Linked DNA regions of Sus scrofa: region 1 is linked to region 2. Evidence: chromatin contacts called from public Hi-C data. All regions are on one chromosome and are shown on one strand. Each heading gives the region's core, a stretch centred on a gene start, on an enhancer-like site or on the middle of the called end of the contact. The rest is flanking DNA. Distances are from core to core; before and after follow the strand shown. Region 1 holds the start of CCT2 (chaperonin containing TCP1 subunit 2). Region 2 holds the start of CPSF6 (cleavage and polyadenylation specific factor 6).

The links. Hi-C and Micro-C count contacts between places; a contact is called where the count stands out from the background.
Region 1: a Hi-C map of liver shows a contact between it and region 2, with 10 times the contacts expected there. The contact joins the promoter of CCT2 here to the promoter of CPSF6 in region 2. A contact is called at or near these places in 1 of 5 promoter capture datasets (fetal liver), 3 of 47 Hi-C or Micro-C datasets (brain, heart right ventricle and liver) and 2 of 2 datasets of contacts at active chromatin or transcription factors (alveolar macrophages and skeletal muscle).

Annotation. Positions count from the first base shown.
Region 1 is chr5:33,855,678-33,860,864 of Sscrofa11.1, reverse strand. It overlaps CCT2 (chaperonin containing TCP1 subunit 2), which reads right to left and starts at 2,328. Exons shown (of 17, transcript NM_001170520.2): 1 at 2,224-2,328; 2 at 1,437-1,511; 3 at 1,240-1,305; 4 at 53-164. The coding sequence starts at 2,226.
Region 2 is chr5:33,523,986-33,529,008 of Sscrofa11.1, reverse strand. CPSF6 (cleavage and polyadenylation specific factor 6) reads right to left here and starts at 3,264. Exons shown (of 10, transcript NM_001195331.1): 1 at 3,186-3,264. The coding sequence starts at 3,245.

The sequences.
Region 1 (5,187 bases), core at 1,079-3,578, 330 kb before region 2:
AAATGAAAATAAAATTGCTTCAAAATGTTAATTAACAAAACATCAGACTCACCAACTAAAACTTTAGCAGCTGGATTGTCCACACCAATGTTTTTCAGAATAGTTGCACCATCATTGGTTACCATAAGAGAAGCATCTCGTCCACTGCTTAATAGAATTTTATCCTAAAAGGAACATATTTGGTTTAAGTTAATATAGAAGCACATCTGGAATTCCCTGATGGCACAATGGATTAAGGATCCAGCATCATCACTGATGTGGCAACAGTTCGATTCCCAGCCTGGGAACTTCTGCTTGCCTTGGTTACGACCCCCTCCAAAAAAGATACGAACACATATGGAAGAACGAATAGGTCAATCCATACTCTCACACATTGCTAATGGGTAAATACTCTGGATGGTTATTTGGCAGCATCCATTCAAATTTTTTCATTGCATACATCCCCAAAATCAAAACCTGGCGTCTATCCCTAATACTAGAAGAACAGAGCCTGGAGTTTCCACTGTGCCTCGGCAGTAACAAACCTGACTAGTATCCATGAGGACTTGGGTTCAATATCTGTCCTCATTCAGCGGGTTAAGGATCCGGCAGTGCCGTGAGCTGTGGTATAGGTCGCAGATGAGGCTCGGATCCCATGTTGCTGTGGCTGTGGGGTAGGCTGGCAGTTACAGCTCTGATTTGACCCCTAGCCTGGGAACCTACATATGCTGTGGGTTCAGCCCTTAAAAACAAAAGAAGAGAGAGCTATGAACAAGGCTGTTTCTACAATGTAATAGCGAAGGCAACAGATGCAAACTATTTCTCACAACAAAGTAATAAATACAAACCATAAAATAAGCAACATGCAGAATACTATTTGGCAAAGAGGACGGGTACATTTACACCGAAAGGAATTTAAAAAAACCAAGTTACAGAAAAAGTACATACAAATATTATCTGTGAAGAGATAAAACAACGTTCTGTTACAATGACAATACATAAAAAACACCTAACACATAAGATACCCTTACCTCTACATAAGAACAAAGGCATTGATTATGTTTATGTCCAAAAGGACTGGGGAGGGGAGTGGCATTTGAGATGAAAGAGGACTTTAGTCACTGATTTTTAATAAGGAAAATACACACAAGTCTTTAAGTATAATCAACAATTAAATATTTAAAAGCGTCTTCAAAAAGCATGCTATTACATTTCTACAAAAAGTTCTAAAACAGTATTAAAAATCCCTATTTTTCTTACCATGCCCTTGGGTCCCAACGTGCTCTTTACCAAGTCTCCAATAGCGATGGCACCAATAAAAGAGGACTGGAGTAAAGATTAAAGAGATGATGAAAATCAACTTAAGAGTCTTAAATTGTGAAAAAACAAACAAAAAAACAAAAAACGAACATCCCCCTCCACTATTGTATCTTTTAAAGAATAAGAACGAGGCTTACCAGACGAGCTGTCTCTGCTCTCTCTTCATCAGCCCCAGCCTTGAAGATATTAACAGGTGCCAGGGAAAGGGACGCCTAAAAGGGACAAACAAGAATCAGTCTAAGTACCAGTACTCCTTAACACATATACTTGGATACCTTCCACTAGACTTACCAGTTGCTATCTAAGAGAAAATCAGTTTGCAGAATAGCGTCCTTTTTTAAACAAATGAAGCTCTTCATCACCGGGGCGGTATTTAAAGCGGAGGGAGGGACTAAAGTGACACTGCTGTTTAGAACCACAAATGCTCCAAAAATAAAAATTCTACGTCAGAGAGATTATCGGTGTACAGCAAGTTCAAAGATGATTTTAAAAATGAGGTGGCCGGGGTTGTAGCCCACTCGCGCGACGACCGCCAGGCGGACGAGGGAACACAGCGGCCCCGCTTCCAGCTTCGCCCTCCGGCCGCTCCAGGCTCCGCCCCGAGGGGGAGGGCGGGGTCCGCCTCGCCGACCCGCCCGGTGCACTAGAAATTTCTCTGCTTGGGGTGAAACGCGGCCCTTGAGGTTTGAGACTGCGGAGAGGCCGACTCCGAATAAGACGCTGGCCTTAAGGCCCACTCCTCCCTCGGGCCCGCACCGGGGGCCTCACACGCCGGCCCGGCGCAGGCCACACGCCGCGGCCTGCGCCATGTGCTGCGGCCCCGGGGGACAGACTCAGGGAGCCCGCGTCGTTGGGAACACAGAGATGGGCAGAGGGCGGCGCGGCACTGGGGGCCTTGGGCAGGGACTGCGGGACCAGACTCACCATGGTTCCGAGGAGTTCGGTACACACGCGCACCCCTCACAGCTCGCGATCCGGTCCAGAGGGAAAAGAGGCCGGAAGTGACGCCACACGCTCTCCCGCAGGGGGCGGAGCCCGGGCCGGCGCGCGGCTCCTTATGGGCGCCGCCCTGGGGGGAAGGGAAGGGGCAGCATTTCGAAGGGAGCCCCGCGGGTCGGAAACGCTGCCAGTCAAGCTCGAGGGGCGGGGCCTTGGCTGCCCTCTGCCCCTTGCGGAGCCACCTGCTCAGGACTAGGAAAGGAGGGTGTGACGTTTTGCTTGGGAACTAGCGGTTTGGAAGCAGAACGCCCCAAGATGGAAGAGACGCCTCGCCGCCCTTGGGGGTTGCCATAGCAACGGAGATTTCTCTTGCAAGTTTTAATTTTTTTTTTCTTTTTAGGGCTGCGCTGAGGCAAATGGAAGTTCCCAGGCTAGGGGTCTAATCGGAGCTATAGCTGCCGGCCTACACCGCAGCCACAGCAACGTGGGATCTGAGTGGAGTCTGCGGCCTACACCACAACTCACGGCAAAACTGGATCCTTAACCTACTGAGTGAGGCAGGAGATCGAACCTGCGTCCTCATGGATACTAGTCGGATTCTTTACCGCTGAGCCACCATGGGAACGCGGAGGGTTTTTTTCTTAAATTTAACCTTAAAAAATTTTTGCCTTGAGGTGCTACATATACACAATTTAAAGTGTTATAATATTTTACTGCTAGTTTAATTTTGAGCATTATTTTTTTTTAATTATTTTTTTTTTTTCCTGCTATTTCTTGGGCCGCTCCCACGGCATATGGAGATTCCCAGGCTAGGGGTCCAATCGGAGCCGCAGCCACCGGCCTACACCAGAGCCACAGCAACGAGGGATCCGAGCCGCGTCTGCAACCTACACCACAGCTCACGGCAACGCCGGATCGTTAACCCACCGAGCAAGGGCAGGGACCGAACCCGCAACCTCATGGTTCCTAGTCAGATTTGTTAACCACTGCGCCACGACGGGAACTCCAATTTTGAGCATTATTAATACAGAGGAACACAGATTTCTGTTTTGTTTGCTTCTGTTTTTTGTCTTTTTAGGGCCTCACTGGAGATATATGGAAGTTTCCAGGTCAGGGATTGAATCACAACTGTAGCCACCGGCCTACACAGCAGCCACAGCAATGCCAGATCCTTAACCCACTGAGTGAGGCCAGGGATGGAACCCGCATCCTCATGGATACTAGTCAGGTTCATTACCACTGACCCCCAACAGGAACTCCAAGAATTGCATTTCTTTTATTGAATTTTAGAACACTTTTTAATTGGACTGACCAGGACAAGGTCTTGTGAGCTCTGACAGAGACATTTACTTTGTCTTTGCCCTGCTTGCTCATTTTTAGGAGGGCTCACCACCACCAGCACCATCACTCACAGTTGTAGGGATGACCAACATCCTCTTAAGCTGTGGTAGAGAGCAAGATCAATCGTAAATATTTCTGTTTATTAAGAAGTTTTCTATTTTCCTTACGTTGACCCTCTAGGATGTTCAAAGTAGAATATTTGTGCTTAAAAAAAAAATCTATTTAGGAGTTCCCTCCGTGGCTCAGTAGTTAACAGACCCGACTAGGATCCGTGAGGATGTGGGTTCGATCCCAGGCCTCACTCAGTGGGTTAACGATCTGTCATTGCTGTGAGCTTTGGTGTAGGCCAGCAGCTGTAGCTCCGATTTGACCCCTCGCTTGGGAACTTCCATATGCCAAGGGTGCCACCCTAAAAAGCCAAAAAAAAAAAAAAAAAAAAAACTATTCACCTAGGGAGCACTTGGATTTTGGCAATTATTAACATTAATAGATTTTTCAATTATTGTTTCTACCCTTCAGATAAAATTCTAAAAAGGTTAATTTACTCCAGGGGTTGAAAAACCATGGGGAGCCAAATCCAACTCACCACCTGATTTTGTATGGCCAGAGAGTTAAAAATGATTTTCAGGAGTTCCCGTCGTGGCTCAGTGGTTAACGAATCTGACTAGGAACCATGGGGTTGCGGGTTCGATCCCTGGCCTTGCTCAGTGGGTTGATGATCTGGCGTTGTCGTGACCTGTGGTGTAGGTTGCGGACGCGGCTCGGATCCCGCGTTGCTGTGGCTCTGGCCTTAGGCCGGTGGCTACAGCTCTGATTCAACTCCTAGCCTGGGAACCTCCATATGCTGTGGGAGCAGCTCAAGAAACGGCAAAAAGACCAAAAAAAAAAAAAAAAAGATTTTCACATTTTGATCAAAAACAAAAACTTTTGTGATACATTAAAAATTACATGAAATTTATTTATTTATAATGATTTTTATTTTTTCCATTATAGCTCATTTACAGTGTTCTGTCAATTTTCTACTGTACAGCAAGGTGACTCAGTTTATTTATTTTTGCTTTTTTTTTCTTTTTGCCTTTTCTAGGGCCGCATTCACGGCATATGGAGGTTCCCAGGCTAGGGATCTAATCGGAGCTGTAGCTGCCCGCCTACAGCTAGAGCCACAGCAACACGGGATCTGAGTGGCGTCTCCTTAACCCACTGAGCAAGGCCAGGGATCAAACCTGAAACCTCATGGTTCCTAGTCGGATTCGCTAACCCCTGTGCCACAACGGGAACTCCAATTTATTTTTGCTTTTTAGGGCCACACCTGCAGCATATGGTGGTTTCCCGGCTAGGGGTCTAATCAGAGCTACAGCTGCCAGCCTACGCCACAGCCACAGCAACGCAGGATCCAAGCCGAATCTGTGACCTACACCACAGCTCACACCAACACCAGATCCTTAACACACTGAGGGAGGCCAGGGATCAAATCTGAGACCTCATGGTTACCAGCCAGATTCCTTTCTGCTGAGCCACAACGGGAACTCTGAAAATTACATGAAATTTATATTTTGGTGTCCATAAAGCTTGATTGGAAGACAAGCAAACTCATTCATTTTTATACTG
Region 2 (5,023 bases), core at 2,015-4,514:
CATTCTACAGATAAAGATACACATAAAGGAGTGGTTTATTATAATACATCATCTGTCAGGGTGTTATAATTAGGTAGGTGTCTCTCAACCCCACTACAGTATAATCCAAGGGGAGACTACCCAAAATTTATATCCCTCCTGATGGGCGGGATGTATACTCAAGAAATGTATACAGAACAATATGGTTTAAATTTTTTTATCTTGTTTTGGTGAAAATAAAAGTCTATAAATATTAAATATTAGGCTAGTAACTACTACATTTGAGTACAAATCTCAGTTCAAAGTGAATTCAAGTAATGCGGAGGTTTGCAAGTACTTCAAATCCTTCTTCCACTGGGGCAACTGTTCTCGATTTGGTTACATCCAAAGACCTTCAGTTTAAAGAACTAAAGAGCATCTATAAAGAATAGCGGAGTCCCTGTGCCTTCTCTCCTCCAATTTCATTCTCCATTCTTAATTCACCTGGTGAAGAAAGGAACTACACTATACTTTCACTAACTTATTCTCACACCATCCCCAAATTAAAGTTTCTTCTAAGACAAAAAATGTAATGTCTTACACTTTCTGCAACAGGTTTATAATGAGCTTTACCAAAATACACACATGGAAAAAAGGATCATAAAAGTATGGCCATTTAAAACAGAAGAAAATGGAAAATACATAAACTACAAAGAATTTAAGAGAATACAGTTTAATTAAAGGTTGTTTTTAAATGTTTACAGTAGTTTAGAAGTCAAAATAAGCCATGACCCATTATATTTAGCAAAACATTTTACTCGACTACAACAAAATAAGAGTCACTTTACTAGAGCAACCAGTAGAAGTAAGGTTGCCAGCGAATTAGAAAGTGAATTAAATCAATCACAGTAATTCTGTAGTTGCTTCTAATTCTGACAAGATTTCAGAAAAATATTTCAATGATACCTACATTTTTTTAAATGAAGGACAAACCTTGAAAACAACCAACCATCTTTTTGTGGCCATATTTCAACCAGGAACTACCACAGCAAGCAGTAGATTGCAAAGGCCAATCAATGCACAATAACAACAACAAAGCCTCTATTTAATTCCATTAACCTATTCAAAAGTACAAAGATTTTATTGGTAAAATCATACAACTATGTGAGAAACATATGCTATAGGAACAAGTCAACAAAAAGTTACATTTTTACAAGAACCCTATAAAGCAGTTCCTCATTGGTGCCACAAAATTTTAATCTCTCCTTACCTCCTGCTCAGTCAGCACTAGTTACTGCACAGGGATAAGCAAGTATCACTCCATCCAGCTATACAGATTAGAGAAATGTCCATCCCAAATTAAGTATGCCAAAGCTTAAAAAATGTTCCATTAAAAGGTTCTGAAGAAAGCTCAACTTCTAAAAGTGTAGCTCAATTCTTCTTTTAACATGGGGAGAAAAACAGTAAATTTTCTTGTAAGAAAGCTAACGAAGACTGTTGAACACTTAATTGTTCCTTTACTTGCAGATATGGACCTCTTTTCTATGCAATGTTATACTCATTTAATAAAAGGAAAGGAAATTTCCTAGAAGTCTTTGTCTACAGACCTTAAAAAAGCTTAGAATCTGACCATGTAGCACTCAAGGTAATTTTCTAAAATGTCATTGACACATCTCAGGAATCACATATCCAAAATGTAAACACAATAAAAAGAAGACAGATTTTCAAACTTCACGTTTGATTACAACGGGTTACATTTAAATATATAAACGGAATAGGAAACATTAAAGCTAACTGAATTTTTTTTCTAATATTTAAAACAGGGATACAATCAATCTTCAAAAAAAGACCTGCAAGGATTTCCAGCTTTCTCTATTAAAAAAAAAAAAAAATCTTGCGTCACAAATAAGAGTCTTAATGGAGAGGGTTTTTTCGAAACCCACAAAAACACATTAACCAGTAGAATTTTACTGAGCTTCTCATAAGGACTTGGAAAATATGAAAAAAATAAAGCCTTTACGTACACTGCAGTCGGGCACAATTTGATTTTTTTAAAATGTGTTGCTACATAAAAGGCAGTAAAAATGTGAACAGTAGGTTTACAGCTTAAACGTCACTACTCTAGTAACAACCTTTTACAAGGATGCTCAACATCAGACATCACAGCTCCTGCGGCTAGTCCTTCTAGGCAACTGCGGCCTGCGATACAAGAAAAAAAACCTTGCATTCTCACTTTCTCTGGCCTCTCTTAACTCCTCGGAGGACACTAAACATTTTGCTTTTGGAAATCGGTTCATTGCTACAACCTTTATTTTAAAACTATACCATATGAAATGCGTGTGAAATTCTTTAATCACAACTCTGATCTCTTGGTGAGCTACCTTTTTTATTCCATCCAACCATCGCGCTTCCAAGTCTTCCTTTTGGCCCGAGCCACCGATCTAACTGGTATTTTCATCACAAAGGCCAAGAGCAGCTGGGCCTCAAAGGCACCGTAAGCCCTCGACCACCGGGGCAGGGCCAGCGCCACCGACTTTCACACACGATCCCAAGTCAAAGGACTTGTTGCAAACGTGCCCGCACCTTAGCCTCCTTCCTAAAGAGTGAAGGGAGGAGGAGGAAGGCACCACGCCGAAACCTGTCGCAAACGCGAGCAGGAGAGCCCAGGAAGCAGGGCGCGCGGGATACAAAGGGCCGTGAACGCGGCCTTCCATGAGGCGACCGTGCACCGAAAGGCAGACAAAATGGAGCGACTGGAGGAATCGGAGTCCGAGCGGCAGGGCTGGGGGCGAGGCGGCGGCCGGCGCGCGCCCCGCCGGGCTTCCTCCTCGCCCCGGCGGCGGGGGAGGGGGCGCCGGGGCCGCCGTTCTCCCCGCCGCGCACACGCCGTCCTGCCGCCCGGGCCTAGCGCGGCGGGAAGCGCCCGCCGGCCGCCGCCAACAATGGAGAGCGAGGCGGAGGCGCGGGAGGGGCAGGAGGTGGCTGCACGGCGGCCGGCGTCCGCGCTCGGAGCCCCGTGGCAGGTCGCCGCGCCCGCGGCCCGTGAAACGACGCGGTAGAACGACGGGCAAGGGGGGCGCCGCGCCGGGGTCGGGCGGCGCGGCCCACAGGCGCCAAGGGCGCACGGTCTGCAGCCACGCCGGCTCGCGGCCCGCGGCGGGCCCCGAGTCCTCTTCCCGCCCGTAGCGCCGCCCAACTCGGCGGCGTGAGCCCGGGCCCTCACGTACCTGGTTGAACTCTTCGCCCACATCCGCGTAAATGTCTATGTGGTCCACACCGTCCGCCATCTTCCCTCGGCCTCGGCCGCCGCCGCCGCCGCCGCCTCCTGCAGGTCCGCCAGCCGCGGCAGCAGCAGCGGATCTAGCGGCGGGGGCGGGGCGCGCTGCGTCACTTCCGAGGCCCAAGGGCCGAGGCGGGGGCGGCCGGGGGCGCCGGGCTCCTCAGCCGCTGCCGGCTCGGCCCGCCGAGAGCGGAATCTGCAGCTCCCAGTGCACCGGCGGTTTCTTTTGTGTGTCTGGGTTAGGCTCGGGGGGCGGGGCAGGGGGTGGTCCCACTTGTTTCCAGAGACTGTTGTCTCGGAGCTCTGGCACTCTCAAACGTTTGGTAATATTTGCATTTGTCGGCTTTTCTTATATTTCTCACAGCCAGGGTTTTTAGAGAGGTGGAAGTTTTAGGTCCAAGATGAAATACGAAGTGTAACCCCGCTTTCTGTGAGCGCCTTGGGAAGAGAGCAGTGTCTTACCCCTGTATCTTCAGAGGGCTACTGAGATAGGGTTGCCTTGTAAAAACTAGGTACCCTAGAAGGTTATCTTGAGTTATTTGCATGCTACTTAGGTTATTTGCATGCTGTTTATCTTTCCATTGGTATCTCCCTCCTCTTCTTTAATCTCTTCTTCCTCCCTTCATTGCCTTTCATTTTTTCCTCCTTTGATCTGCAGTTGGTTTTCTCTGGAGTAATTGAAATGCCGTTAACACGAAGGCAGTCCTTCTGGGGTTCGTCCCCCCTCCCCTTCCCACCACCACAGTAAGGTAGAGGTATGTTGAAGCGAGGGGCCTCTTAGAATCACAGAATATCGGAGAGGGAACTGGAAAAGGTGTCATTAGGTCCAAATATCTAATTTTACAGATGAGAGAGGTAACTGAGGCCTAAAGAAGCTAAATAGTGTATCCGAGTCTCGGGTTAATAAGGAAAGCATTTGCTGCCAATGAATGTAGTAGTCCCTCCTTAAAGAAGGTTCAGATCCTTAACCCACTGCGGAAAGCCAGGGATTGAACCTGCAACCTCATGATTCCTAGTCAGATTCATTAACCACTGAGCCAGGATGGGAACTCTGTGAGTAGAGTCTTGAAATCTCTAGCCATCCCACTCCAACCAGCCCTGGAAGTGAATCATCTCTCTGTTTAGCACCTCTTACACCGTACCTGTTAATAGAGGAAAAAACAGTATATGTAGAGTTTAGTACTATCCACAATTTCAGGCATCCACTAAGGATCTTGGAATATATGCCCTCAGGTAAGTGAGGACTACTGTACTTTATCCAAAGTTGTCTCTCCAGCTTGAAACCTCCCATTCTTTACTTCTTTTCACCCTTTTTAAAATCCAAGTTAGACTGTTTCATAAGATGCATACTGCCCAGAAATCATGATAAGCCAAGTGATATCTATACTTGGCACGATGGGAAAGGCTTGGTTGGAGTCATCAAGACCAGCCAGGTGATCTGGATACAAATTTCTAGTCAGACACTTTACTGGCTAGATGACCTCAGTCAAGTTACCTAACCTCTCTCATGTTCAATCTCAGAATCTTTAAAGTTGAAGTAGTAATATTTACCTCACCAATGTTGAAAGTTAATAGTGCTTTAAACGAAGTCATATGAAAAATGCCTTCTGCTTCTTGGCAACACACTTTCTTCGTTTTTTGCTTAGGGCTTTACAGAAGAAAGCCACTCCTGATGAAGGGTAAGAGCATGTTTTAGATTAGTAATGTGGCAGGCACAATAATGGCCCATCATAGACGGCCACATCTCAATCCCTGGAATCTGTGAATATGTTACCTTACATTCCA